2 separate regions of the Anser cygnoides genome follow, and region 2 is linked to region 1. The links are chromatin contacts, called in public Hi-C maps. All regions are on one chromosome and are shown on one strand. Each heading gives the region's core, a stretch centred on a gene start, on an enhancer-like site or on the middle of the called end of the contact. The rest is flanking DNA. Distances are from core to core; before and after follow the strand shown. Region 1 overlaps LOC106035130 (a long non-coding RNA gene). Region 2 holds the start of TLR3 (toll like receptor 3).

What was found. Hi-C and Micro-C count contacts between places; a contact is called where the count stands out from the background.
Region 2: a Hi-C map of liver shows a contact between it and region 1, with 2.0 times the contacts expected there. The contact joins the promoter of TLR3 here to the enhancer-like site in region 1. A contact is called at or near these places in 2 of 7 Hi-C or Micro-C datasets (both in liver).

Annotation. Positions count from the first base shown.
Region 1 is chr4:59,551,339-59,555,112 of Taihu_goose_T2T_genome, forward strand. All of the region lies in intron 1 of LOC106035130 (a long non-coding RNA gene), which reads right to left. Among named protein-coding and RNA genes, the nearest start is that of HELT, 11 kb to the right of the region's middle. Within about 2 kb of position 2,188, at least 1 of the 3 cell types and tissues checked has open chromatin away from gene starts, as enhancers often do. A contact at or near this core is called in liver, where this site is marked.
Region 2 is chr4:60,065,627-60,069,613 of Taihu_goose_T2T_genome, forward strand. TLR3 (toll like receptor 3) reads left to right here and starts at 1,450. Exons shown (of 7, transcript XM_013179778.3): 1 at 1,450-1,598; 2 at 2,599-2,704; 3 at 3,367-3,445.

The DNA.
Region 1 (3,774 bases), core at 938-3,437:
GATGTGAAATGTTATATGAAAGAATGAAGAGAAATGAGCCCCGTGAAATTGAGACCTGTAATCAATATGGTTTTGACTACAAAAAGAAAGGGGAAACCATCAGAGGACTTGTAAGTGGTGGGAAATGAAGAGCTAGCTTTGAGAAACCCGGTGAACCTCTAACGAGGCATAATTCAGGTCTAGGACAAAAAGGCATTTAGCAAGATGCAACAGGGAGATCCGGAATTAGCCTAGGAGAAAGCTGTGAAACTTTGTTGGCCGAAGACTTGCACTCCACTCACACTGACACAGAGCCACCCCACAGCGTATGACAGTCCCCTCACACAGCCAGCACAGAGGAGAAGCAAAACTAGCAGAAGAAAGCAGATGTTTATCAGGAAGGAGAGAAGTGCCAAAGTCCACAAGAAAGAAGAGAATACTCTGGAAAGATGACCACTGCCAATTTTTTTTTCCATACTTCGTGTGTCAGCATTATTGTGCTCTTAGCACGCCAAGGGGGCCTCCCTCTCCCTCTGCTCCCATGAAAATTGTTGACTTTTTAAATCTCCCAATAGATGGTTTGTGATTTAGACTACAAACTTATATAACACGCAGAACCAAAGAGTGGTGAAGAGCAAAGTCCAGAGCTGAGTTTACATGCCAAACCAAGTCAAATATGTTCTGTTTGGTCTCTCATGAACTGTGAACTACTTTTTTTCAGACAAACCACTCCGGAGCAAACCCTGAAGAAAGTACTCAAAGCTCTAGCAGAGGGTCGTCTGGTCAGCATTTTCTCAGGTGTTGTTACAGACCTAAAGAAGAGCTTGCGGAATTAAAATAGATTTATCTGAAGGCACCAGGAGTCTGATTGAGGCTTGCTAGCTCATGATGCACTAGAAAAGATGAATGGCAATCGTGCAGAACTTGAAATATCGCAATGAAATGCCTCAAGTGGAAAGCAACGCTGATGTAGCCATAGAAAAAAAAGTACCCAAAAGAGACAGTAGAAGAAACACACAGGAAAAGCTATCCAAAGGAATCAGGCATCAGTGCCTTTGTGTGAGAAGAAATGTAGTCTCCTACACACTTGTTAAGAGTAGCCACTCAGGAAAACATAATGTCTCACCTCTGGATCCTGTTTTGAGGGATGCCAGGTACCCCCAGCACTGCATAGGGAGTTCCTTTGATTAACTTGAGGGTCAGGGCTCTGCTAGTCTGGGGGGACACCTGGGGTGAGCCTCAAAGCTGTGATGCCTCAGCTCCTTTTTGAGTGCAGCCCAAAAACCTTGAAGAGGTCAGATAGGGAGAATACAATTTTCTACCAAAAAGATGGCAAAGATTAGGTCAAATAGTGGAAAAAATCAAATTCACTGTTTGTTCCAGACCTAGTATTGCTGCAACAGGCCTGTGTGTGTTGGAAGAGCTTTCCTCATGCTGCGGGAGATACCCTTGATTGTTTGTTTACCAAACTCCACGGTGCATTCAGTGATCAGGTTGTACCACCTTGCACGCACGTGCTTTTCCAAGAACCACAGGAAAACATAGCCCCCTCAGATACAGCTTATTTAGTTGTTCAGCTATTTGCTTATTGAGCTAAGCACTCAACTGCGAAGCATTTCAAACAGATTTAAGAGTACAAACCCACTGAAACAGAAACAGTCTTAAATGCAGTCTTGTTTAGCAGAGTGCTTAAACAAGTATCTGAGCTTAGTTGACTTTAGCTGTCTAAAAATCCTAAGTTTGTCACAATACTTTTCACTGATACTGAATACTGGCAGGTTGCCTTCAGCCAGCTTATTACAAAATACACTTCTGTGTGTCTGGAGACTAAAATTTACACTGCTAAATAAAGGCACCAGAGCTCCCAAAATAGAACTGGAAAATTAACTTCTCAGGAAAAGAGGGAGAACTGTCTGACCTGAAAAGATGTGTGATTTATGCTATCACAGCCATTGCTGATAAAGCACAATGATTAGGGTGAAATTTAATAGGGACTACAGATGGAGAATTGCTTATTAAGCAATTTACTTCTCCCTTTTAACAGGGTTGGACAATTTCCTACAGCGCTCACTTGAGTTTTCTGTCCAGGGTGTTTAAGGATGGCTCTGCTAATACAGCTTCTTTGAAAGATTATGTCTTACTATAATAGATTTAATCCAGAAAAGCTGGCTGCTTTTCTTCCTAAATTCTCTTTAAATACTTTCCTCTTTCTCACTTTACCTGTTTTTGCCTGAGGCCACACTTCATATCCCCCTCAGGCAGCTGCCTGATAGCACAACAGCAGCAGATAGAAGTGCTGCGAATGGCACAAAAGGTATGAACCGTGGCTTGGTAAATAAAAAGGGCCTCCAATCAGGAATGTCTGTACAAAAGTCATGAATGAAAGCTTTTTCTTCCTTCTTTTCAGGACCCATGCAGCTTCTTTAAAGGAAGGAAAAAAAATAAAAAAAAAAAAATGAATATTTGCATTAACACTGGGTAACTGCCCAAAGACCAGGGGACAAACCTCTCCCACTTAACCACTGCGTTGCAGTCCCCTGAGCAGACTGTGTTCGAAGTTCCCAGGTATGGTTTGTGTGTGCCCCGTGGTGTGACAGCAGGGTGTCCAACCTAGCTAACAGGCTCTGCTGCTTCCAGGGCATGGGCTGCTAAATCCATAGGGCACCCCATAGGTGCACCGCGCCTTGCTGCACCGCACACATTCCCAGGCTTTCAGACCTCTTGGGCAATGAGCTGGCAATTGCTCGCAAGGGACATCAGCACTGGAAGATATTTCTGCGGCTCAGTCAGTCTTTTATGTACCCAGCAGCTGTCAACAGCGATGAAATCTCTTTCTCTGTTACCAAACAGATCCCCAAGACCTACTTTAGGCTTTTGTAACATTCAGCTGGAGACCAGAGCAAATTGATGGCTGCCTGGAAACATTTGCTCAAATTTATCCCTAGTGTAAATTCACTAAGTTGAGGAGAATTACGGCAGTGGTGAATGCAACCTGTTTATTCCATATACGCCTGAAAAGCCACAGCCTTCTTCAGATGGTAGCTGCCTTAGAAAATAAAGTTGCATTATTCCTGGAAAAAAATATTTATTCAATGCAGTTAACAGGAAAAGTTTGTACTGACACATCAGTGCTTTAACTCTGTGTTTAGAAAATCGAGAAGATAAACACGCAAGTGTAAAGCAAAATATTAAATAGCCCGAAACTGCCAACGGGTGCAAACAGAGACTTTCAGTGCTTTCAGACGCTAACGTAATGCCCTCTGATGCTAATGGGATGGCTCCAGCGGATTCACTTGGAATATTTCGGAATTAAAAGGCACTGTGATGGTGCAAAAAATTAACTTTTGTTCCAAAAACCCCACCTGAAAAGACAACTGCGGGGCACCCCACCACCACCACTAGCACACAGTGTGCATCGAATCACCCAGCACGGCTGGAAAGGTGCTCAGTGTATCTTTTAAGTGGCTGAGGGCTGGTCACGGGAAAGGACCTCTGTCAACCAGGAGCAAAACACACCTACAGGACTCGGTGCCAGCACAAGGAGCAGAAGGACTTGATCAGCACATTTAGCCTACGCAGCTGCTGCAATGAAAAGCTGGAGTCTCTGTACATCGTGTTAAAAGTGCCCAAGTAACAGAGCTTACAACGCAGGGAGTTACAAAATTGTGGAGGAAAATTACTGCTTCGTAAAAATAGCACAGCTGCAATTTAGCATTAAACAACCCCGTTTCCAATGCCAGCAGGGACAACTGTGCCTATCCAGCTCTCATGTGTACCCTAAAACCACCTCTCCTG
Region 2 (3,987 bases), core at 200-2,699, 510 kb after region 1:
ATGCTGTGAGAAAATCCTGAGAAATAGAAATTATTGCAAATTAGAAATATTTGATGTGCATGCCTAATTGTTAGAGCTGGATAAGAACAAGATTTTAGGAAGGTTGCCATCTTCGCTGGAGAGTTCTTAGAGCCAGAAATTGCTTTTTTTTTTTTTCCTACAACATAGGAATGCATACAAATCCCAAGTACAAATCTCTTTAATAGTTAGTATCTAAAAAGCTAAAACATTTCATTGCAAAATATATATACTTTAAAAAAAATCCAGCGGTGCAAACATGAAATATTGATAACTCCTAAAAAAAAAAAAAAAAAAGTACCAAAGTGAAACATTTTTACCTTTGCTAATCCAGACTAAAATGTTAACCTGGAAGCAACTCCAGGTTTCTCTGGGATTAGGGTTCCCTGGCTGGAAAGTAAAGTGCAGCTTGTCCTGCAGTAAATGTGATTTATTGTGGAGTTGCAGTTGATCTTCAGTCATTGCAGCGCATCAGGGAAGTGTTGTGACTGCTCTTGGAGCTGATGAGCAACTGCTGCAGAGTTTATCTGTGTCCAGTGGTATTTTTCATGTAACTTCCAAGTGATGAATAATTCATCCTGTTTATTGTTGGCTACTGGGTAGCTTAAAACCCAAGCTATGGACTGAGTTCTCAGCCACCTGCCCAGGCAATGTCTTCAGCTAGGGAAAAAAAAAAAAGATTGTGGAAACATTCTCCTGTCTTTGATAGTACCCAGAAGTTTGGGAATACACTAAAATAAGCATATGGTCTACTTTACCTGCACGTCAGCCCTCAGATATGCTTTTCCACTTCTGCACCCACAAAAAGCTAATGGAAAAAATCAATTTTTACCACCTGTCACCGCTAAATTAACAACGATGAGTGAGCAGCCTTAAAGGAACCATTGCACCCAAAAGGCACCTGACCTATTAGATTCCTCAGCAGCACAACTGAATTTGTCTAAGAACAGTGACAGAAAAACATCTATTCTTCTGTCCCTAGAGGTAGATAGAAGCTTGCTTTATCTGCCCCACTGTCCTCTCATCAGTTTTCCTCAAAGCTGAAGGATGTCCCTTGTCAAGCCTTGCCTCAGATCTTAACTGTTCAGTTCTCTGCTCTTTCCTGCTTGCTTTCTCCTGGTAGCTTGGCTCGCTTCCAGAACTCTTTCAGTTCTTTCTACACTTCTTTCTATACCCAACCACAATATATGGAGCTTTTACCATGAGCCATGCATAGTGTCTGTGTGTTATTTTGGGTCTTCCCCTGATGCTTGCAGTCTGACTTCAGTTTATGAAAACACTGAAGTCCCACTAGCTGCATGCTACCGTGTTAACACCTGTATGTATTTAAAGACCAGATTAAGATTAGTAAATTTCCTTTTTTCTTTTTTTCTATGCTAGGTTTCGGTGGCATGTTTGTTCTGGGAGTGTTCCATCAGATACCGCACCTATGTCCCCACCCTTCTGTGCCTGGAGTCCAAATAAACTTATACTAGGTCTGTGCAGCAGCTGGCTGCTCTCTGCTGTTAGCTACGAGTGAAATGGCTACATATCCAGGATTGTGCCCTGCTGCCTATTGTCACCATTCAGAACCAACTGACGTGAGTTGCTTTCATCACCCACCATATGGGGTCATTGCTTAATTTTGCTCTGCTTTTTCCCTAAAATATTCTTAGGACAGGTGGAGTGCTTGACTTTTTCCTACCCTATGAGTTTACCATGTCCTTTGCAGCTCTTGAAAACACAAGTGCCATTTAATTTACAGTGAAGTTATGGAAACTTGAGAACCTGATGTGATTTCACACCACTGAAATAGGCACAGATGTGTCAACTTTTGTCCTCTGCCTCAGAAATCCTGTACTTCGTGAATCTGAACTGTTTGTGTATGCCCTAGAGTCTGCCTTGCACATTGTAAGTTGCTGGTTCTTGCAAATCATGCTGCAAAATGGCTAGAGGTGTTGTGCAAGAATCAGTTGAGAGGTGAGATCAAAGAGCAGCTTTCACCTTGCAAAGATTATGGTGTAGAGGGAAATGGTATGCAAAATACCTGACAGTATTGCTGTGTTAGAACAATGCTCTGCAAAGGTTGTTAGTTATTCTGTTTCTTTGCCACCAATGCAATCCCATCTGTTCCAGAGCAGCAGAGTTTTAAAACACAGAGGGAAAACCCTCCTCAGAGTAATTTAGTGTGACTGCACTTACGATCAAATTATCTCTGCAGAAGCACACAGGGCAATATGGAACAAATTTCTTCTTCCCACAGCAAGCTAAAATGGAAGACAAAAATTTGACTATGAAATGGGAATGAAACAGGCCTTAGAGCCTCTTAGCTGTAAAGGATTGTGGTTCTGGTGTCCATTTTGGTGTCTTAACTCCAAGAGTAAGCAATAGTTTTCACTAGGCAGTTGCTCTGCCTCCCTGTGCTCCCCAACATTGCCAAGCTGCCAGTGGTCCCAGATTTAACAGGATGCAGGATGGTAGCCAGCACAGCCTCCCTCCCCTCCCAGAGCTCCTGGCAGGTGGGGGGTTAACATGTTCCTTCAGGCTGTGATTTCAAACACTTCGAAGGAAGGATTACAGCCCACTTTTACTCTTTTCTAGGCAACTGCTGCAGCTACTGTCTCCACTCGAGGGACAGCGCTACTACCTGATAATGTGAGCTGAACCTATGGCTGGATAAGACCTGCAGAGGTTTCTTGAGTAAGAGGTTTGTGAGCCTCCTGATTTGTGACACACAGGTGCACCAATGCCAATGTAGCCCAAGCAGCAGGACCTTTTGTCACAGCCAGAAGCATGTATTGGACAAGTCCTCTCTCTCCAGAAAAGTGATGGTCAGGTCCCTGGAAAAAGTGAATTCACAAGTGACGTTAAAAGGAAAAACATCTAAAAGCTGTACCTGAAACTTTTATTTGGTCTTCTGAAAACATTTCCTTATTTTATTACAATAGAAAATATTTGATTAATGTATTATTATAATTAATAATTAATATATTTAACATTATTATTATATATAATATATAATATATGATATTATTACTATAAGGGTGTTATATATAATATATTATTAATATATTATGCTGTCACTTAAGTTCCCTTTTTAAAGAGGCATACTTTATTTGGCTCTGTAGAACCCTTTTGGTGCATTGTTTCCACATAAGAGTAATATCCCTATGCCAGTAACCTGTCAGTAACATATCTGCTTTCGGGATATGTCCTCAGTTTTTTTCAGAGACACGGGAATTAGCCAGGATTGTTACTGGGTTGTGTGATGCTGCTCATCTGTGAAACCCCTGTGCACTCCCAGCAGCAGCTGCCCCGCTGGCACGGAGGCTTGCCCTACTTCACTTTCGCTTTCACTTCTCCTTCCAGCTCCGGGCAGCTTTTTTCCTGATGGTTTTTGTGCACTGAGGAACTTGTGCGGTGCCTGGATGCCCCCAGACTGAAGGAGGTAAAGCCCACGGTGGTAAGTTGATGCTGTTCTTCAGGTATTTGTAATAAATACAGCTATCAGAGAGGCGAAGCTAAAGCACTGCTCAGGAGTTTGGCAGTTTCCCTGGTTGTAGATTTCTCTGAACTTGCACGAAGTCGGTGCCCTTGCTGTTTGCTTAACGACAGCGTGCTTGGGTGCTTGTGTCTAGCTGTGAGGACCCCAGCTGGCAGGAGGTATTTATGTTAAATTGCAAACATCGCCGGTGGAGAGGGAATATCACTCACTAGAAGATGCTAGAGGCTCCCTTGCTGCAGTTTTCCAATTTTAAGATTCTTCCTAATAATGTTGACAGTTCTGGTTCTGTCTGCTCTCCTTTAAATATTATTCTGTAACCCTGTCTTTCCAATTTGATAGCAGTTGTCTTTACTTCACTGGATTCCTAACCAAAGCATAAAACAGTTAAAGCTGTCTCCAGACTTGCTGCAATGAAAATGGCCAAGCACAAGGAGGCAGCCCTGTTAGCCTCGCTGGAAGTCATCCAAAGAACTGGGTTTATGTTT